Regions from separate parts of the Salmo salar genome. Here region 1 is linked to region 2. Evidence: chromatin contacts called from public Hi-C data. All regions are on one chromosome and are shown on one strand. The core of a region is the stretch at or near the end of the contact, and the rest is flanking DNA. Distances in the headings are between cores, read along the strand shown.

What was found. Hi-C and Micro-C count contacts between places; a contact is called where the count stands out from the background.
Region 1: a Hi-C map of gill shows a contact between it and region 2, with 2.9 times the contacts expected there. The contact joins the promoter of sos2 here to the promoter of LOC106602928 in region 2. A contact is called at or near these places in 2 of 3 Hi-C or Micro-C datasets (gill and muscle).

Annotation. Positions count from the first base shown.
Region 1 is chrssa01:6,090,561-6,093,802 of Ssal_v3.1, reverse strand. It overlaps sos2 (son of sevenless homolog 2 (Drosophila)), which reads left to right and starts at 1,984. Exons shown (of 24, transcript XM_045708881.1): 1 at 1,984-2,378; 2 at 2,924-3,077. The coding sequence starts at 2,994.
Region 2 is chrssa01:5,889,323-5,892,639 of Ssal_v3.1, reverse strand. It overlaps LOC106602928 (deubiquitinase DESI2), which reads left to right and starts at 1,635. Exons shown (of 5, transcript XM_014195986.2): 1 at 1,635-2,276. The coding sequence starts at 2,238.

The sequences.
Region 1 (3,242 bases), core at 735-3,234, 200 kb before region 2:
TGGGACAGGGAAACAAAGGTGGATTTCTGAGGGGGAATAGAGGGGAGAGAGGGAGAAGAGGTTGGATTTGAATTTGAGGAAGATGGTGCTAAAAATGGAGATGGTGTGTCGAAATTAGATTCATGTCAAGCACAAACAGAGTGAGCCGCGCACCAGACGGAGTTATGGAGGTGAAATGGAAGTGAATGAGAGCGAGAAAAGGTGTGGTAAAGAGCTCGGGAGTCCTAGCCTTCTCATCCATGGGCATGATAAAGAACAATCTGGTCCAGTAGGAGTTTCATTTTTTTGTAGAAAGTGGATCCTTGCCTTTTGGCGGATCCATATGTGGTTTCAGGGGTGGGTGGGGAAGGAGTTGGGTGCAGTTGAATCAGTTGGCTTTTGTGGAGCGATGGGTAACGATGCTTCGTGGAGTGTCAGTTTTTGATGTGTGCAGAGGGTCCCTGGTTCGAGCCCGGGTCGGGGCGAAGCGAGGGACGGAACCTACACTGTTACACTTGTAACCTGTAGTGGATTTGTGATGTTTGTTTCTTCCGAACAGATGGAGCGGGCACTCCGTGTCACGCAACTTAGGTCAAGATCTTTTTTTCTTGCTTTGTGTTTAGGACTAGAGCACCATTGAAAGGAGTGATTTCTGAGGTAGCTTTAAGTGTGCAGGTGGAGAGATTGAAGTGTTTGTGGCGCCTGCCGTTTGATGCCACGCAGACCCGGCGGTGAAACAGCAGTCACTATCAGTCGTTTTGAATCTTGAGTGTTTAGCTGACAAAGTCATGTCAATTGTAAGGGTGCCCATGTTGCTGGGGGATCAGAAGTGTACGGTGAGAGAGAGACAGGTGGAGGTAGTGGTCAGAGTAGTGCAGAAGGTGTGGTATGCTGAGGCAGTGAAGAAAGTAGAGGAGGATGGGTCAAGGGATCCTGAGAGGATGCCTGTGAGTAGTGAATCTGTGCCAGCACAACAGGGTTCAGCTGATGTAAGAAGGGCTATATAAATACATTTGATTTGATTCAGCCAACGAGTGATATGGTTCAGTAAGGTTGGCTTCATAGCATCTGTTATCAACTCCCGCACCTCTCTGATTCAGAGGGTTAAATGCAGAAGACACATTTCAGTTGAAAGCATTCAGTTGTACAACTGACTAGGTATCCCCCCCTTTTCCCATTCTCAACTGTATTGCAGAAATGGATCCCAAAGGACATCCACTCATCCAACAAACTTGACAACTGTGGGAAGCATTGGAGTCAACATTTTATTTATTTTAATTAACCTTTATTTAACCAGGTAGGCTAGTTGTGAACAAGTTCTCATTTACAACTGCGACCTGGCCAAGATAAAGCAAAGCGACACAAACAACAACACAGAGTTACACATGGAATAAACAAACACACAGTCAATGGGCCAGCATCCCTGTGGAATGCTTTCAGACACCTTGAAGTCCATTCCCTGACGAATTGAGGCTGTCCTGAGGGCAAAAGTGGGTGCAACTCAATATTAGGAAGGTGTTCCTAATGGTTTTGTACATTATTTCTCTAATCATTCCCCTGAATTTGTGAGCAAGGTCACTTTATGTCCACATGGGGGCAGGATCTTACAGTACAGTAACCAAACTGCACAATGGCAGAAGTTGACTCACAGTGAAATCATATAAGCCTATTTTATTACAGCCACTACTGTTCAAACATAGTCATATGTTAAATATGTTCCCATGAAGCATGATTTAAAAAAAAAAAATGTATGTCATTTTCGAGTTTCTAAGTTGCATCATTTCAAAAACTGGAGCAATTGAAATCATGCAAAAAAAAATTTAGGCTGTCTTTAATTGTCATAAGCAATAATGATAAACTAGCAAGGTATACTTATTTTGTAAACTATAAATAAAAATGAGGTACACAAACTTGTGTTCCACGACTCTTTCCCTGGACAAAAAGTGGGGGTTTCCCCCCTCCCTCCCTCCCTGTGCTTACGCAAACTCACTGCCTGTCTACGCAGGACGCAGGAGTGAGCAAGTGACTGGCTGAGATTCGGGCAAGACAACGCACCGACGTTGAGTTAAGGAGTTAAGGGACGAACCATCTTCCCAACGATAACAACAACAACAAAAAAACACATCAACAAGCGCTTCTGTTGTGCCGCTGGACACTGGATAAAAACATGCCTCTGACTATTCTAATGGGAATTGTTATTTAAAGTGCGCGATTAACCGAAGCAGGAAAATATGATGTTTGTTGAAGTAAAACAGAGGAGAAAGTTTACTCCTTTTTTTTTTTGGGAATTGAATGAATAGTCCTTGTGCCTACAACATAGCTAACTCGCAGTGCACCAAGGCCATGATAGACAGCCTTTGCATACAGATGTGTTCTCTCTCTAGCTAGCTAGCTATCAGGTGATAGCGCTAAACCTAAATTACAATAGGTAGTAACATAACGTTTAGTCGTGACATTTATCTGAAATGGCTAACTAGCTGGATATGTTTAATTTTTTTGTTTTGTTTTTATCTAACAGGCTAACTATCTAAAATAGCAGTTTGCCAGTTAGCTTAGCTAACTAGCTAACAATTGGTGTTTATTAGCTAGTTCGCTAGCTAGAAACGCTTGAAAGGAAAGCCTGAGTTGGCTAACTAATTAGCTAGCGAGCTAGGCGAGCTACCATATTAACTAGCTAGTAAATGAGACCGCTAACAAGTGAGTTGCTAGCCTAGCTAGCTAGCACTTTGTAAAATTTTAATATCAGGTTATCGCTAACTAGCTTATATTGGCTTTGCACTTAAATTAGCTCGCTAACAGTAATACGTGTTTTTTTTTCTTCTAGTTAGCATTACCAAACCTTGCTCGATTTGGTGTACGGTTTAGCTAGTGTTATTATTATCTTAGTTTACCTCAAGCTGATTTTTATTTTTTTCCACCGTGCCTGGACTGACCCACCCACAAGGACTAACCGGGGGCCGATGCTGACAATCCATCCCGGATCACGGCACCGGATCACGGCAACGTAAGGAGCCATGCAGCCGCAACAAATATACGACTTTTCAAGTGACGAGAACAGTCACAAATGGCGAGGCCTCTTCGTCCAAGCGTTGCGAAAGGTACATTTATCAACCATATTAATTATCTTTTTTAATGTGGTTAGTTGGTGAGGTGATGGAAACAATAGTTACTGACATGTCTAGCAACTGTTTCTATTTCATTATTTTATATATTACATTATTTTATATACACATGTTTCCCCACTGTAGATTATACTGCATTTA
Region 2 (3,317 bases), core at 386-2,885:
AGTTTAACCCACTGTTCCCAGGCTGTCATTGTAAATAAGAATTTGTTCTTAACTGACTTGCCTGGTTAAATTACCCTAACGCATGGGTCTCCCCAATGCTCATGTTCTGCACAGTCTAACATTGCTACTGATTCTCTTGGTAAAAGCTTTGTTGACTTCTGCAACACCCCACTCTCTCCCCATTTATGCAGCCCTTTATCAACTTGTGGAGGGGAGGATGTTTAGAGGCAGCATGATGATGTAATCAAACATTTATGCTTGATCCCGAAAATGTGGTCGGAGGCACCGTATGTATGATGTGACTCAATGGCGGAGCCTCGGGTGGCATGCAGAGGCCAGGTTGAGATAATTTTGTAACAACGCTGAGGGGCTTCATATAGCTCAGCATTGACATAATTAGTGGCGGAAGATCCTCTATAAACACAAACTCACTTCCTTGACAACAGCTCTGCCCTGCACCCCGACGAGCAAAACGTATTAATATGCCCTGTCTTCTGCAGAGGCCGTATCACCGTAAATGCTGCATGGACAATGCAGCGCCTTTACTCGTTCCCATTCCCCCCCCGGGCCGTACACAGGACCAGCAGCGACGCGCAACACAGGTCATGGCTAGAAGGGATACAGCGTTTGTTACATTAACATAAAAGTTTGAGATTTTTCCCCCATAATCCTTTTCCTAATTCTCTGAACCTGCTACGTAAATTCTAACCTGCTACGAAAGGCCAAATCTGACAAATACTGTATCAAATCGAGTCATAACCCGGTTCGGATGATTTCATTTCCCTTTCTTTTGAGCAGTTTCTCGAGGCCCGAGGACACCTTTGTTGTTGTTGTTGGTGCGGCGAGAGATAATGTTGGGATGGGGAGGATATCATCAGACAGACAGGAGGAGGACAGTAGTTAGCTACAGCAACACGACTCGAAATGTCTGTGTGATGAAAGGGCCACATCATCCCCGACTGTTGTTTACGAACTCAGCTGCTTCACCGGCTACACTTATCATGGCTTTGATACGTCCTATACCTGCGCTATTGTTACCTTTTACCAGCACAGCTGACAAGACAAACATCAACCTTAAAACAATACCGAAATATATTGCCAGCTATCTGTTATATGGTATCTATTTTTATTCTTGCCTTATCGCCGCCTTTGAGAGAAGTGATATTCTGCGGTTGATATCCCGGATTCGTATAAAAAACATCACACAGATTAACCAGATACTAGTGTGATTAACCAGATAGATACTCGAGTGATTAACCAGATACTGGAGTGATTTAACCAGATACTCGAGTGATCGCTCTGTTAAAATGGAAAGCAGTCCGTAGGAGGTAAGATCAGGTGGGACCATTCTAGCCAATGAGAGGACAGATCTCCAATATAAAGTTATTTTTTTTCTCTCAAACATTTCCGCGATATCACGTGTCCTACTTATACCGGTCCAGTCATAACAACTTCAGCAATACGAAACTTCTATTCGATCAAATAAACCACACGTAGCAAATAAACCATTACTGTTTTAAAAAAAAAAAATTCAACACTCATTGTGGGCTGTGATTGTAAAATAATTATTTGTTCTTAATAACTGACTTGCCTAGTTAAATAAAGGTTAAATAAAAAACTTTCAAAAACGCCACCTGCTGGATAAGACAGATTTTGGGCCCATTTATCCGTCTCGTTTCGTCTCAACCTCTGATTATCATCCTCCTCCTCCCAGGGCAGCTGTGCTGTTTTTGCCAAATGCTGTTTTAGCTTCTCACAGTTTATGCGACAAAAACAGAGGCAACCGAAGTTTTGGTTTCCAGAGCCCTTATTTTTCTGGCTTGGTAATGGAAATGGACCGTGTTAAACAGTTCTACCATTGGCTAGTTGGAGCTAGCTAGTGAGCTAACTGGACGGATTTTATTACTGCCAGAAAGCGAAATATGACGTTTCCCCCACCTTGATATTTGATACTTTTTTTTCGACCAGTAAAGTCTAGATAATCGTGGCTTTGGAACGGACAGAATGTATTATTATGGCTGAGACCAGAGCATGACAGACATTATATCCATCATTCATCTACCCTGGTGCTCCTTCCTGTCCAGTACGCCGCGGGGTGAGTAGTCCGTCCGGGGGAAGCGCAGAATACCATCATCTTATGCGCCTCTTGGGTGTCGGGGCGAGAGGTGCTCAGTATTCCCAGAGCAATTACGTCGAAGGGAGAGGACGACGTTGCCTTGCCATCTCAGGATTAAACCATGGCTAATGAACCTGTCATCCTTAATGTGTATGATATGGTAAGATTGTGTGTTTTCACTCAGTGCCGTTATTTTGCATGGGAATCAATGTAACATATTTAACCTACTATTGTCACACACGTATACACACACACACAAGATACAATATTTAGTCTCTTTGCAAACACACACACACGATTTGTTCTATCCTCGTGGGAACCTAAAATTAATTTCTGTTCAAAATCCTATTTTCCATAACCCAAACCCTAAACCTAACCCCTAAGCCTAATTCTAACCCCTTTGTCCTCAAGGGGATGTGGGAAATGTCACCACGAGGGATTCTTTTTCTTGTTTTACTATCCTTGTGGAGACTTTTGGGTGATTTTAGGGCCCCACAAGGATAGAAGAACCAACACACACACACACACACACACACACACACACACACACACACACACACACACACAGACACAGGGATGGATTTGACAACCAGGAAGGTGCATAGTTGGCTCCTCACCTCTCCTCTGATGTCTCCAGGCCAGCAGTCATAGATGAGGACCCCGGTGGAGCTGAAAGTCACAGCTGCTCAAAACGCCTGATTAAATCCCAGTGTTGCTCTGCTTTGCTGGGAGTAGGGACAGACTGGGACCATAAATCAGCCCGGGCATTTCTACCACACCGGCCTATTGTGATAACAGTATTTTGCTTGAAACCCCACAATTTAGGCCCACTGGGCTAAAGATGTACCGGCCCATCTGGCATTTGCCCGGACTGCTCTATGTCTGGGACCCTCTGGTTGGCACACTACAGGTCATGCAGGGGCTGCTGGAGAAGGGCGCGACCCCAGAGAGAGAGAGAGAGAGAGAGAGAGAGAGGAGAGAGAGAGAGAGAGAGAGTTGCAACCTCAGAGAGAGAGAGAGAGAGGGTCGACCCCAGAGAGAGAGAGAGAGAGAGAGAGAGAGAGAGAGAGGGGTGCGACCCCAGAGAGAGAGAAGGGGCGACCCCAGAGAGAGAAGGGTGCGACCCCAGAGAGAGAGAGAAAGGTGCGACCCCAGAGAGAGAGAAGGGTGCGACCCCAGAGAGAGAGAGAGAGAGAGAGAG